2 separate regions of the Danio rerio genome follow, and region 1 is linked to region 2. The links are chromatin contacts, called in public Hi-C maps. All regions are on one chromosome and are shown on one strand. Each heading gives the region's core, a stretch centred on a gene start, on an enhancer-like site or on the middle of the called end of the contact. The rest is flanking DNA. Distances are from core to core; before and after follow the strand shown. Region 1 overlaps gigyf1a (GRB10 interacting GYF protein 1a). Region 2 holds the start of gigyf1a (GRB10 interacting GYF protein 1a).

Region 1 (6,560 bases), core at 2,700-5,199, 47 kb after region 2:
AGCAGTGGCAGCTCCTCTGGAGGAGGAATGGGCGTCTGGGATGAGGCCCTCAAGAACCAGAGTGCTCTTCGTAACAACATGGGCCTGAAGAACAGCCGCAGCAGCCCTTCGCTCAGGTAAACCCAAAACCACATGCCAAGAGATGACTAGAATAGGGTTTTCAGTGGCTCATGCCAGAGCTGAACGGCTTATGTGTGTGTTTCTTCAGCGAACAGTACATGATGAGGGGCCGTAAACGCACTGAGGAGGAGGATCGGCTGCTGAAGCTCCTGCAGGGGATGAAGTCTCAGGACGGCTTCACCACCTGGTGTGAACAGATGCTGCATGCGCTCAACACCTCCGCCAATAACTCGTCCTCCTCCCAGGATGGTAAGATGTCTCACTTTCAGGGTTTACACGCATCAGGCCTTCTCTCCTTACGGTTGCTTTGTAATAAAGGGATCTGCCTCTTTTTTTTTTATTTTTTTCTTTTCTCTCAGGAGGATCTCATGATTTTTACATAAACGTAACCATTTAGAAGTAATACACTTCATATGAACCGTCTCATGTAAACACACCATTTGAAAAGACATGGCGGATTGTAGACTCTGAAGTTAACACCCACATGTGTGATTGGCTAATAGATTAGTATATTATAGATCAAGGACAGAAAAAGTTTTTGCACAGCGTCTTGTCTTTATTGTTTCTGCTTAGACCATGTTTGCCTCTGTCAGAATGCGCTGAAATGTGTTTTGTGTGTTTGTGTTCTCAGTGCCCATCATTGTGGCATACCTGAAGGATTTGGAGTCCCCGTATGAGGTGTTGAACTTTATCTGCTCCTACCTGGGCGACACTGTCGAAGCCAAAGAATTCGCCAGACAGTTCCTGGAGCGCCGTGCCAAACAGAAAGCTAACCACCAGAGACAGCAGCAGCAGGTGTGTGTGTGTGACAGGAAGACGCAAACTCTTTACTGTGTAGTGTTTTCCTACTAGAAATGACTCATTGCTTGCTTTTCCCTTATAGCTCTCCAAAGAGATGGCTGGGCTTAGCATGAACAACTTTCCTCTGCAGGTATGAGAAGAACTCTTCGTTGATTATGGTGTAAATTTCCCACCATGAGCCTATTTGTTATTCATCCAGCTTTTTCTGCTTTTCTTATTCTCACACTCAAGGATTCTGTGCGAGGAATGAACCCCAGTGCCCTGCAGTCTATGTTTCAGGCAGTGCATTCTGGGAAGGGCAGTGGTGTCTATGATCAGGCAGCAAAGCTGAAGAAGAAACAGCCCACGATGCTGCACTCTGACCCTAGCATCTTAGGTAATTTTGCTTAATTTCTTGTGTATATGACCATAGTAGTGTGATTCATAGACAAATGACTGCTGTGAGCTGGTTCTTTCTAGTAAATCAAAATCACCATGTAGCATAATCAATATATTCCTTAACAGATGACTCTAATGATCTGGTTTAATTTAGCAGAGCAAACAAATACTGATGTGCATCTGAATATGATTACTTTCGTTCTATGTGATATGAGAATATATAAAAGAATACACTACCTGACAAAAGTCTTATCGCCTATCTAAGTTTTAGGAACAACAAATAGTAACTTGACTTCTAGATGATCATTTGGTATCAGAAGTGGCTTATATAAAATGTAAAGGCCTCTAGATGACGCTTATTTTACCCAAAATAAAAATGGTCATACCATGAAAGTCTTGTCACTTAACAGAAATAATGTACAGTATAGAATATAAAGTCATGGTGCAGTGGAAAAAGAATGAATATTGTGTATTACTCCTATGATCTCGGACGACTGCATCCATACATCTCTCCATTGACTCTAATTATTTATTAATATGGTCATCTGGAATGGCAAAGAAATCGTTTTTGCAGGATTCCCAGAGTTCATCAAGATTCTTTGGATTCATATTCAATGCTTCCTCCATCTTAACCCAGACATGCTCAATAATGTTCATTTCTGGTGACTGAGCTGGCCATTCCTGGAGCACCTTGACCTTCTTTGCTTTGAGGAATGTGGAGGCTGAAGTATGAGGAGCGCTATCTGGCTGAAGAATTTGGCCTCTCCTGTGGTTTGTAATGTAATGGCAGGCTGTTGATGTTGCCATCCACTCTGCAGGTCTCTCACACGCCCTCATACTGAATGTAACCCCAAACCATGTTTTTTTCTTCATCAAACTTGACAGATTTTCATGCTGATTCCAATAGGTCTTCTGCAGTATTTGTGATGATTAGGATGCAGTTTAACAGATGATTCATAGGAAAAATCTACATTCTGCCACCTTTCCAAATGATCAGCTAGAAGTCAAGTTATTATTTGTTTGTCTTACAACTGGGATCAACAACAAAACTTTTGCCAGGTAGTGTAGATTAGCCAAGAATCACAGTATGTGCAAATTCAAAGAACAGCAGGCAAAAAGTTTCACCCAAAAGAGGCATTAATGATATAGCAAAATGATACGTGATGTATTTTGAGCTGAAACCTCACAGAAACGGGAAGCTTTTTCTACTTATTGTGCCTGTGTTTTTACATGACTTCAGAAAACTGGTTTTAAAATGGAAGTTTTTGAAAATGCTGTTTTTTGTGTCCGTGTAAATTCCTGAAAAAAGAAATCTTTGAAAGAGATGACATCTTGTGCAAGCATGGTAGCTCTTAAGGGGAGTGTAGATTAAATGCAAACGTAAGCAAACACACACAACAACGGCAGAGTATGCGGTAGTGTTGTTGCTCAAGAGTTTCATCAGCAAAATGTGGATTTATTTCACATAAGAAGCAAAACTGGAGATGCATCTTAAACGCACAAAGAAAATTATACATCAGCACAAGTGCCAAACTTCCAGCAGCATGCAGATAGTTTACAGACAAGGTGACTGAGCAAAGTACTAGCTTGCATGTGTTTTCAGCTGTTTTTGCAGATATGTGCAAATGCTGATTGTTTTTGGTGCATTGTCATGTAGACTTGACAATTTTTCATAATGCAAGGGAAAAACATTGGCTTTATCATTTCTTGTAAACGTTGCCTTAGCCCATGTTTCTCAAAATAAAATATTTTGGCTGTGTCCGAAATCACCTACTACTCAGTAGGAACTACATTTGAATTTTACTACTCGACCAATAAAAAAAAGTATGTTCTATACAGTATGAATGCGAGTAGTATGAATGAAGTTCGGTCGTACTACATCCGCTATTTTATTATGATCACTTTAAACACCCGCTTCACTCCCATTCATGATTTCTTTCATGGTGCATCATGGGATTAAATAGCATCCGTCAGATGCTCACTTCAGAATCTCGCCAGAAGTAGTAGGTCATTCTCGCATGCTGTTAATCGATTTTTATGAATTTGTACATACTACTTGGCTTGCATACTTTTTTTAGCGTTCTATATAGCATGGAAGTTTGCAATTTTGAATGCAGACATTGTGTCCAAAGCGGAAAAAGTTCTTGTTTTTTACCCAGACATTTAAAAAGAATATATTTCAGAGCAGTAATCACAATATCTTGAAACTGTGATATTTGAATCAGAGTTTCATGAAGTTTTGTGCGTTTCTTTTTTTTGTTTGTCAACTTTAACTGCAGTTTGGCACTTTTATTTTTAGTCTGGAACATTTCATGCATGCCCCCTTGACGAATGAGATATTGGAAGCACGTATGAACCCCACAGGGGAAAAAAAGAGCATTTCACGGTGTGTGTGTGTGTGTGTGTGTGTCTGTGGTCCTTTACTGACCCGGTGGGTGCAGAGAATAGTGTCAAACAGCCGTGTGTGTATGGAATATCCTGCTACAAAATGCAGTAAAAATTTTACACGACAGTCAAATTTTGATTGCAATGTTTACATGTCTGTATTGGACTTCAATAATGTGACTAAAAGTGGCATAATCCACGTCTTAATTCCATTTCTGTTAAGTTCGATTATGACAGAAACTGATTAAATCAAACTAAAATCGCTGTTTACATGGCAGACTCTTAATCAGAGTATTGTCGTTATTGAATTATTAATAGAATAAATTGGTCTCCATGTAAACGTACTCAGTATGAGCAGGGCTTTAGGAGCATGATTGGAGCTCTTAAATGATTATCACCAGCTACTGTATTAAAAATGTCTTCGTCTTTCTCTGTCTGTGTTTAGGGTACTCATTCCATGGTGGCCCTGATCGGTATGGTCTGAACGAGATGGAGATGGTGGAGGATTACTGAATCCACAGCAATAGCTACACGAGGCCTTTAATCCCGCGGGTCCACCTAATCAGACTCCGCAAGTCGAATGTGCACTGCTTAGAGGGGGAGGGACTGGGCATAAGCCAGGCGTAAGGTATCAGTTCAGGGGTGGGTGGGTTTTTGCGCTGGGAATAGAAGAATGTAATTCAACAGGGAAGGGAACAGGTGTGAATTTATTTTTGTGTGTGTGTATGTGTGTGTGTGTGTGTGTTTGGGGGACGGGGGGTGATAAAGTTCTGGCACTTACAGCATTAAGCACCTTACACTCAGACTAATGCACTTTATTAAGATGTAATTTGAATAGTTTTTTTGTTTCCTTTTTTTTCTTCTCCGAGAAGATTTCTTGTGTATATTTATGTGGTATGGCTTCAGAAATATTACCACATACATATACTGTGTGTGTGTGTGTGTGTGTGTGTGTGTGTGTGTGTGTGTGTGTGTTGAATCAGAACTGGAGTTTGTACTGGGAGTAAAACGGTGGCGACTGGGGGACCATTGCGTGTTTCAGTTCAGACATTATCAGAAAAACAAATCCTCTCTTTAAAGACAAACACTGTTGTTTTTTTTATATACATAAATATATATATAAAGTTTATATGAAAAAACGTAAAGCTATTATAAAAAACAAAACCTTTGATTATAAAACTTGAAGATTTGCACTTACATAAAATGCAAGTTAAAAATATAAAAAAAAAATGTGTTAGATATGATAGAGATGAATATTTTTGTGATCGTGTGCCTGTGTGTGCGTGAACGCGTCTATACGCGCATGTTTGTTCGAGAAAGACGAGTGTGTGCGTTTAAAAACATACCAGTCTGCACAATGTATTTTTTTTTAAATCGCTTACTTGGACGTGTGATCAAAAGAGGCCATTTTTGTCATTCTGAGTGAATTGTTTTGTTTTCTTTATGTATTTTATAAGGCGAGTGTGTGAATGCTTACGTACAGGAGGAACTGTGTGTATTACTCCTCTTGTAAATGTGCAGTATGTGAGCGAATGAATGAATGAAAGAAAGGAAGGCAGAGAGAGAGGGGGGCAACGGCACAACACATCCTCTTTCACCAGCCCTTCATTCCCCAACAAAGAAAGACCTCTAGATTCAAACACAAAAGCTTTAGCCCATTTTTACGCCAACCAGCACTCTTAGTTTTTGTGGCGGGAGGGAGCGCAAGAGATGTCTTTCCCTGCCCTCCGCTGCCTCATCTTTGCCTCTGTGAGGTTTAAGAACATTAGCATCATCGTTTTTGTTTGTGTGATGTTGAAGAGAATTGAATCTTCTATACTTTTAGGAAATGGTTACTTGTGGTACGAGTGTGTGTGTGTGTGTGTGTGTGTGTGTAAGTATGTGTGTGTTTTTTCTGTCCCCACATGTGTGCCTAAGAACTAAAGGGCGAATGATTTGACTTCATTGCTGCCATTGAGACATTATTTTTTAGAAAAAGGGGCGTGGTTTTTGCAAGACTCCGCCCCTACATGCCTCCCATGCTTACGAACCAAGAGCCTATTTCTGTACAGTTCTATTGTAGCCTGGGGATGCTTGGATGAAAGAAATGTTTGATATTTGGAGGATGTGACCTAACATTGCCTTTCTGTCCACTCTCTTGCTCTCGAGTGACTGAGGTTCTATTTCTGGCTGAAAAAAAACAAACAAACAAACAAAAAAAAAAAACGATCGCAACAAACTGTGCAAGTGCACTCAGCGGTGCACACAAAATGTTTGTATATTTTGTTACTCGTTCATTGTCAATGACAATGATGGTGATTTATTTTTTTCTTTTAATGTTATATATGATTATATATGAATATAAACAAAGTATTGGACTACAAGGAAGAGCACTTGGGGCTGCTACTTTTTTGTTTGTTTTGAAAAACTTTCCCTGGAATTATTATTATTATTTTTTATTTTTTATGTTGCCACCATGTGAAGTGCATTTGTGTACTTATTTTTTTTTCCTTCTTAAAGCGTTGAATGTATTCCAAATATGTAATGGTATAAATGGAGTTGCTCAACACAGGATATAAATGCGTAATCAGCAGGAGGACATCAACGTAAAGTCGTTCTTGATGGAAATATGTTCGCAAAAACACACTGCCTCTACAATCCTGTTCATACAGACTTGGACTATGAAAATAAGAACTTAAAAGAGATATTCTATTCCATACTGGAGTTTTGGTTGTTTACAGACTGCACAGACATTTGTGGGTGCTTTATTTTTTTTTTTCTCCCCCTTTTATTTTTGTGGTGATTGAATATTTTGTAGGGGACTTAAAAGGCATGACGTCAAACCCTTCCTTTGCATGTGGATATGAGCGCAGCCTATGTATCTTGCTGACTGAAAC
Region 2 (6,201 bases), core at 1,305-3,804:
TATCATCAGTGACAACATCATCCCAAACATGGATTCAGGATTCATCACCCACCTTAAGTCTGTAATTTGCAACAGCAAGGTAAAAGAGAAAATCTCTCTGGTCATCTTTTTTGCTTGTGTGAACCAGTTCTGGTGAAAGAAAACATTTGAGTGAATTATCAAACACGAACAAGCAGGCAGTAACAAACCAAAAAAACAAACAAAAAAAGCTGAATCACAGACCTTCTAAAAGCTGAATGCCTTTTACAATGTCATTTGTGTATTTGCTTCTGATTAAACACCAGGCATATTCAAAAGTAGTGTCTCTGGAAACGGGTCCTTTCACCAGCTCTGCGTTATACTTCTTTTCAAACTTCTGCAAAATAAAAGTCATGTCAGTGGATCTAATCACTCCATTCGACCAGTAGGATGATGATGATGATGTCAGGATCATGTGCTCCCCCTGGCAGACAAACGTAGACTAACTTTTACAGGAAACTGATTAATTACACTTTGTCTTCTATTTTAAAGAAAATAAAATTATGTATTTGACACGATAGGAGTCATTTTAATATTATGGAGTATATACCGTATTATACAAACATAAACTAATAAAAAAGGTGTATTAGATATCTCAAAACCCCGTAGTGTTAGATGTTATAACAGTACGTTTACTGTTCGTCAATAAAGATCGTCAAAATAACACAATGAGTTAAAGATACATGAGTGAAAATCATATATAATGTCCATTATTTTTGTTTTGGGGTGTACAGTAGAAGTGCGTCAGTCGAAAGCCTTGGTATAAACCCGACAACGGTGATTACACTATATAAAACAGTTTCATCAAGACGATATCTAAGTCATTTTTGATTCACAGCAGTGAAAAGACTGATTAAAATGCTTTAAAATACCTTTAGATCTTCTGGTGCTACTATGTCTGACACAACCGCCTCCATCTTCGCAGAGAAACCAAACACTGGAAGGTTCAGGGCGTTGTCAAAATAAAAGTCAGTGATTGCGACACACCGTTTTAATAGTGAGGCAGCAATCTATCTCGCTGTTTTTAATTAACGTTAGTTTAAATGAATTCTGTGGTTATCGAGTTCTATGTTATTTTGATATATTAAAGGCTATGCGTTTCACCTAATCAAATTTCAGTTTGTTGAACATAAACATTTTATTTTAAAGCATACATAAACATACAGATATTTTACTATTCCCATTCCTATTATTTACTCTTTACTATTGTGATATCATGGTAATATTATATAGTATATTTCAGTTCACTTTAAATGCCTTGAAAAAAAATGGAGAGAAAAATATATACGTAATCCCCCAAACTGTTAAAAATATAATTTCCATCACAGAATGTAAAACAATAGGCAATGTAATGAACGTGTGTATGCAGTTTCATAAAAAATACAACCAGCAAGACTGAGATTGTGAAACGGAAGAGTTTACTGGGTAAAACTTTTTTTTTTTTTGCAAAAAACAGTTCACAAGTTTGTAGCAATATTTGTTTACTATCCAAAATATGAATTACATTGTCAATGAAAAAGAGATATGAGAGCGAAAAAGAGAAGAAGAAAAAAACAAATAAAGAACATGATATAAACTTGAGGGTAAGACATTTAAGAATCAATAACAGTACATACACTAAAGTCATTACAAAATGAAATAGTTCTGTTTGCGTTCTTATTTTTATATAATGAATTTAAATGTATATAATGACTAAACTCTTGCAATTACTGGGTAACACTTTACAATAACAGTACATGAATACTGACAAATTAATACGTAAACTAAACATTACCGTAATTATGAATTAATGATCAGTAAAGGTATGCGCTTATTTATAGCTTAAAGAAAAATCACCAAAAGAGACATTCCCTAAACAAGTGAGCAACAGACTCAGAAGAAGTCTCACAAAAAAAGCGAGACACGTCAACGTCATTTTTGTAAAAATTGTTTAACTGGATGAAACCCATGCATAATTTTAAAAGACATTTCTTTAATTTTATTTGTTAAAACATTTCTGAGGGAGTGACCAAACATACGACCATTTAATATCATCAAAAAAGTTGTTTCAATAAGAAATAGAAGAAGGATTTGAGATGACAAGACCTGATTTTATGATTGTTTTTTTTTGTGGAGAAACAAATGGATCCATCAACAGTAAAATCAGGACTATAGTGACATACAGAAATAAATAAATTAATAATATTTCTAAAAAGCATACAAATCCCATGAGATGGCCTTGCAAACAATATTAAATTATTTTTTGGATATGGGCAGAGTAGCATATATCTTACAGTAAAATTAAAAATACAGACAGAATAAGTAAAAAAATACCATTACTGTCAAATAACTGGTTCACTAATATCGCCACATTACTGAACCAGTTATTAAAGAATAAAGATTTCCTCTTATCATTAGGCAATGCTAGTAGGGATATTCCTTCGTTGTCTTTTATTTTGTACAAGTGCATGTCCAGAAGTCTTGTCAAGCTTCCGCTAGGCGTCGCTCTCTTCACGCCCCTCTGAAAGAAACTCGACACTGATCACGTGGTATGACCGAGTAGGACGGCCATCTTCCCTAAAACACAAACAACAAGAGCGTACTAGACATCAACACGCAACGACCATTGGAGAGGGAGATAGAGCGCTAAAACAGTCAAAACGGAACACGATTCTCGAGGAGGAGCACAGAACACCAACAGCTGCACATGCATCCGAAGTGAAGACCGTAGAGTTCGACTGGGCGACTGGACAGTACAACCGCATCGACAGCTCCAGAAAGACGGTCAGCAACTGTGTGTGTGTGCGCGGTCTCTCCTTGAATGTCTGAAGCTTTAATGGCAGATGGGTGTTGCATTAAGTTTCATGCAAACTTGGGAGGGGAAGGGCAGCGTGTGTGTGCGAGCAGCAAACGCATCTCAGTGTATTAGGAGCTTGAAGTGCTTTAAGTGCTCGGTTCGGTTGACTTAGCATTAATGGTGTTGTTTGAAGTTGAAGGGGGTTTGTATGTTTGGTAAGGCAGCTGTGGCCGTGGGTTGAAGGCCACGGGAAGCAGCGGAGTGGAGTTTGGAGGGGCGCCGCGTGCACATGCAGGGGGAGTGTGCTGGCCATGCACGCGCATGCACACTCCCCCCTCCCTGTGCACGCGACGCCCCTCCAAATTCCACCAATCAGTCGAATAAACGACACTAACCTGCTTTGGTCGCCGTTTTCGTTGAACGAGATGGATATGAAGCACCAACATATCACCAGTGACAAAACATGCGCCTTTTAGCGTACTTTTAGTTCAAAGACACGTCGAGTTTAAACGGGCTAATAATTACTGGTACGTAGTTATTAGCTGATCGAGTCGTTTATTTGAGTCGGATGTTTTCAAAGAGTCGATTTAGCCAATTCACGAGTCGAACTGAACTCGTCAACAACTCACAGAATCGAGAACTGGCAGATTGGTGTTTTATCTAGAATTTAATGCAACTGTGGAAAGAATTGAGGAATTAAGAAAAGTGATGAATGATGTGTTCAAAACCTTCTGGAAAGTTCATCATTTGTATTCAGTGTCATTTTCTCACATTACATTCAGGTAGCCTTATTCTACATGAGTGTGCATTGAATTTATGTTTGCTTTCGTGCTACTTTTTTATATTGTGTCTCTGGTCTGAGGAATAATCACAGTTATCACGATTATTATGCATTCATTAATTTTAAAACCCTACTAGCCAGTGGTGTAAAGTAACTAATTATAAATACTCAAACTACTGTAATCGAGTAGTTTTTCTCAGAAATCGTAATTTACTAAGTAGTTTTATTGATAGTTCAAAATCTTTACACGAATTGACCCAGAGACTGGTTAGATGCACTGTATGATGACCGAAATGGCCTTTAACACCCAGCAGGCAAAGGATGTCAACATGGTGTCAGTTTGACGTTGTATCCCAACTTCTTGAACGTTGCATTTTATTTTGAAATGAAAGTCAGGTTGAGAATGTTACAGCTTGAAGTTGTGTGGACGTTACCACTATCACGTCTATCAGACGTTGGATTTTGGTTGCCTTACCAGATGTATAAATGTCAGTATTTGACGTCAATATGACAGTTGATGACTTTATAACAACCTAAAATCAACCAAGTATCAACGTCATTTGACATCATTATTGGACATCAAAATAACATCTTTAGATGCATTGATTTTTTTTGTCACCTGACGTCATGACCTAACTCTAACCTAATATTAACATCTTTTGGCGTTGTGTGCCTGCTGGGCAATAACGGAATGCACTACAGAATGTTACGTGTACACACATCCACAAATGACATGTAAACACATTAGCTTTTTAAAGCGTGACACTTACTACTCGCTACTCTTGAGTACTTTTGAAAGCTCTACATTTTACGCATACTTTGAGTAATATTTACAACAGATACTTTTACTCCTCCTTTCAAGTTTAGGCAGGTAATGGTACTTGAGTATGATTTTTCAGTACTCTTTCCATCACTGCTACTAGCTTAGAAAATCTCATGAAAACTAATATTTCACTGTTATTTATGTGTGCTCAGTAATTAAATAATACAGCACAAAATATCAAAATTATAATATTAAAATGATCAAAACAGGCCATAATAAGTAAAAATAAGAAAAAAATAGTATTTTCAAATGCAAATCTAAGCTACATATTAGCCAAGTATTTCCCTTTTAAAGAGAACAAATGTAGTCAAAGGTTGCTGAATCTCTGTCTGAAGAGCACTTTTGATCAACAATATTATGAACTTGTTTGGTATTTTCATTTTGTGTTTTTTTTTTCTCTTTCGAGTACAAATGTGTATATTCCATACAAAAGCATGAGCTGAATTGACGAATTAAAGCGCAATTAACTCCACAAGACGAGATAAGACATGAAATTGGGTTCACGAGGAAGAGACAAGATTTGTACAAAATTAAGAAATCTTAAATTAAAATCTTTTGTTTAACTAAAAAAAGAAATCACAAAACTATTTTGATGTATTTATAAAATAAACTTTTAATGGATGTTAATATACTTCTATTTTAATGAATTCTAGGCAGTAAAGGACATGAAAACACTGCAAAATATTTTGCAGTTAGCCCATGTGGATGAAAAATGGTCATTTTATATATAATTTTGAATACTAGCAAAATATTTGCCAGTATATGAATGGAGACTAGATTTTTATTCAACTGAAAAACACAGATTGCAAAACAAGTGTTCAAATCAAGATCACGATTCTTTCTCATAATTCTGTAAATGTAAAAATAAAGGTTAGGATTATTAGCCTATCATTATTATTGTTAATTCTCAAACGAATGGTAAAACAACAATAATAATAATAGGTCTATGTGTAGATCTACTGTTGCTTAAAATGCTAAATTTTGTATTATGGTGGACTTGAACAGACTTTCTAATATGTCCCGTTTGTTATTTCACAGTAAAATGATGACATCAGAATATAACCATTCATAATTATAAAATGGAATTATTATGTTTGAGACATGTGCTTGTCATCTGTCATTGAGAACATTATTAGACCATTATATTTCAATTATATATAGGCTAGGGTTTTTATACTGACACAGTAAGCATTTATTTTCAGGCACAACACTGTGTTCGCTATGAAACAAAAAACCTATCAAATGCTTGTATTAATCATACCTCTAAAATGCGATATGATCATTTAAATGATGTGCGCACAGGTTTTACTTTCACACACACATGCAAATCAAACCTTCCGCACGGCCCTCAAACCATTGCTTTGTGCAACAAACTGAATGTTATTTACAACATGATTACCTGTTATTCATAGCATATGCAGGTTGTGTTCACTAAAGCAGTAAACAAACAGTGCGTCAGCTTACGTGCAATTTCGTGACCGTGAATACATCATTACATGAAGACAGAAATGACATTTTGGGTGTATTATACCTTATAAATACAGTATGTGACACTTTTAATGCCATTTGAAGGTACCAGTGTTGCTGTGAAGACTTTTGTGGCCGCCTTTTCTTCTCTCCCAACCTTGAAAATATAATTGGCTAAATCGTAGAAAAAGCTGAATTGGGATCGTGTGTAGGGTCGAATCGAGATTGTGATCTTTTTTCCAGTATAGGAAAAAACTCTTAGCATTTTGCAATGCGGGTGTATGTAGTCCTTCACTCACTCGATAGGTGCAGAGAATAGTGTCAAACAGCCGTGTG

Evidence for each region. Hi-C and Micro-C count contacts between places; a contact is called where the count stands out from the background.
Region 1: a Hi-C map of an unstated tissue shows a contact between it and region 2, with 3 times the contacts expected there. The contact joins the enhancer-like site here to the promoter of gigyf1a in region 2. A contact is called at or near these places in 3 of 18 Hi-C or Micro-C datasets (caudal fin, hematopoietic stem cells and an unstated tissue) and 1 of 4 datasets of contacts at active chromatin or transcription factors (caudal fin).

What each region holds. Positions count from the first base shown.
Region 1 is chr7:20,871,657-20,878,216 of GRCz12tu, forward strand. gigyf1a (GRB10 interacting GYF protein 1a) reads left to right here. Exons shown (of 27, transcript XM_073908366.1): 21 at 1-116; 22 at 209-369; 23 at 752-915; 24 at 1,004-1,051; 25 at 1,153-1,297; 26 at 4,130-6,560. The coding sequence ends at 4,197. Among named protein-coding and RNA genes, the nearest start is that of wrap53, 10 kb to the right of the region's middle. Within about 2 kb of position 3,950, at least 3 of the 62 cell types and tissues checked have an H3K27ac peak or open chromatin away from gene starts, as enhancers often do.
Region 2 is chr7:20,826,506-20,832,706 of GRCz12tu, forward strand. It overlaps gigyf1a (GRB10 interacting GYF protein 1a), which reads left to right and starts at 2,555. Exons shown (of 27, transcript XM_073908366.1): 1 at 2,555-2,781. fis1 (fission, mitochondrial 1) reads right to left here and starts at 977. Exons shown (of 5, transcript NM_001310843.2): 1 at 891-977; 2 at 223-355; 3 at 53-129. The coding sequence starts at 935.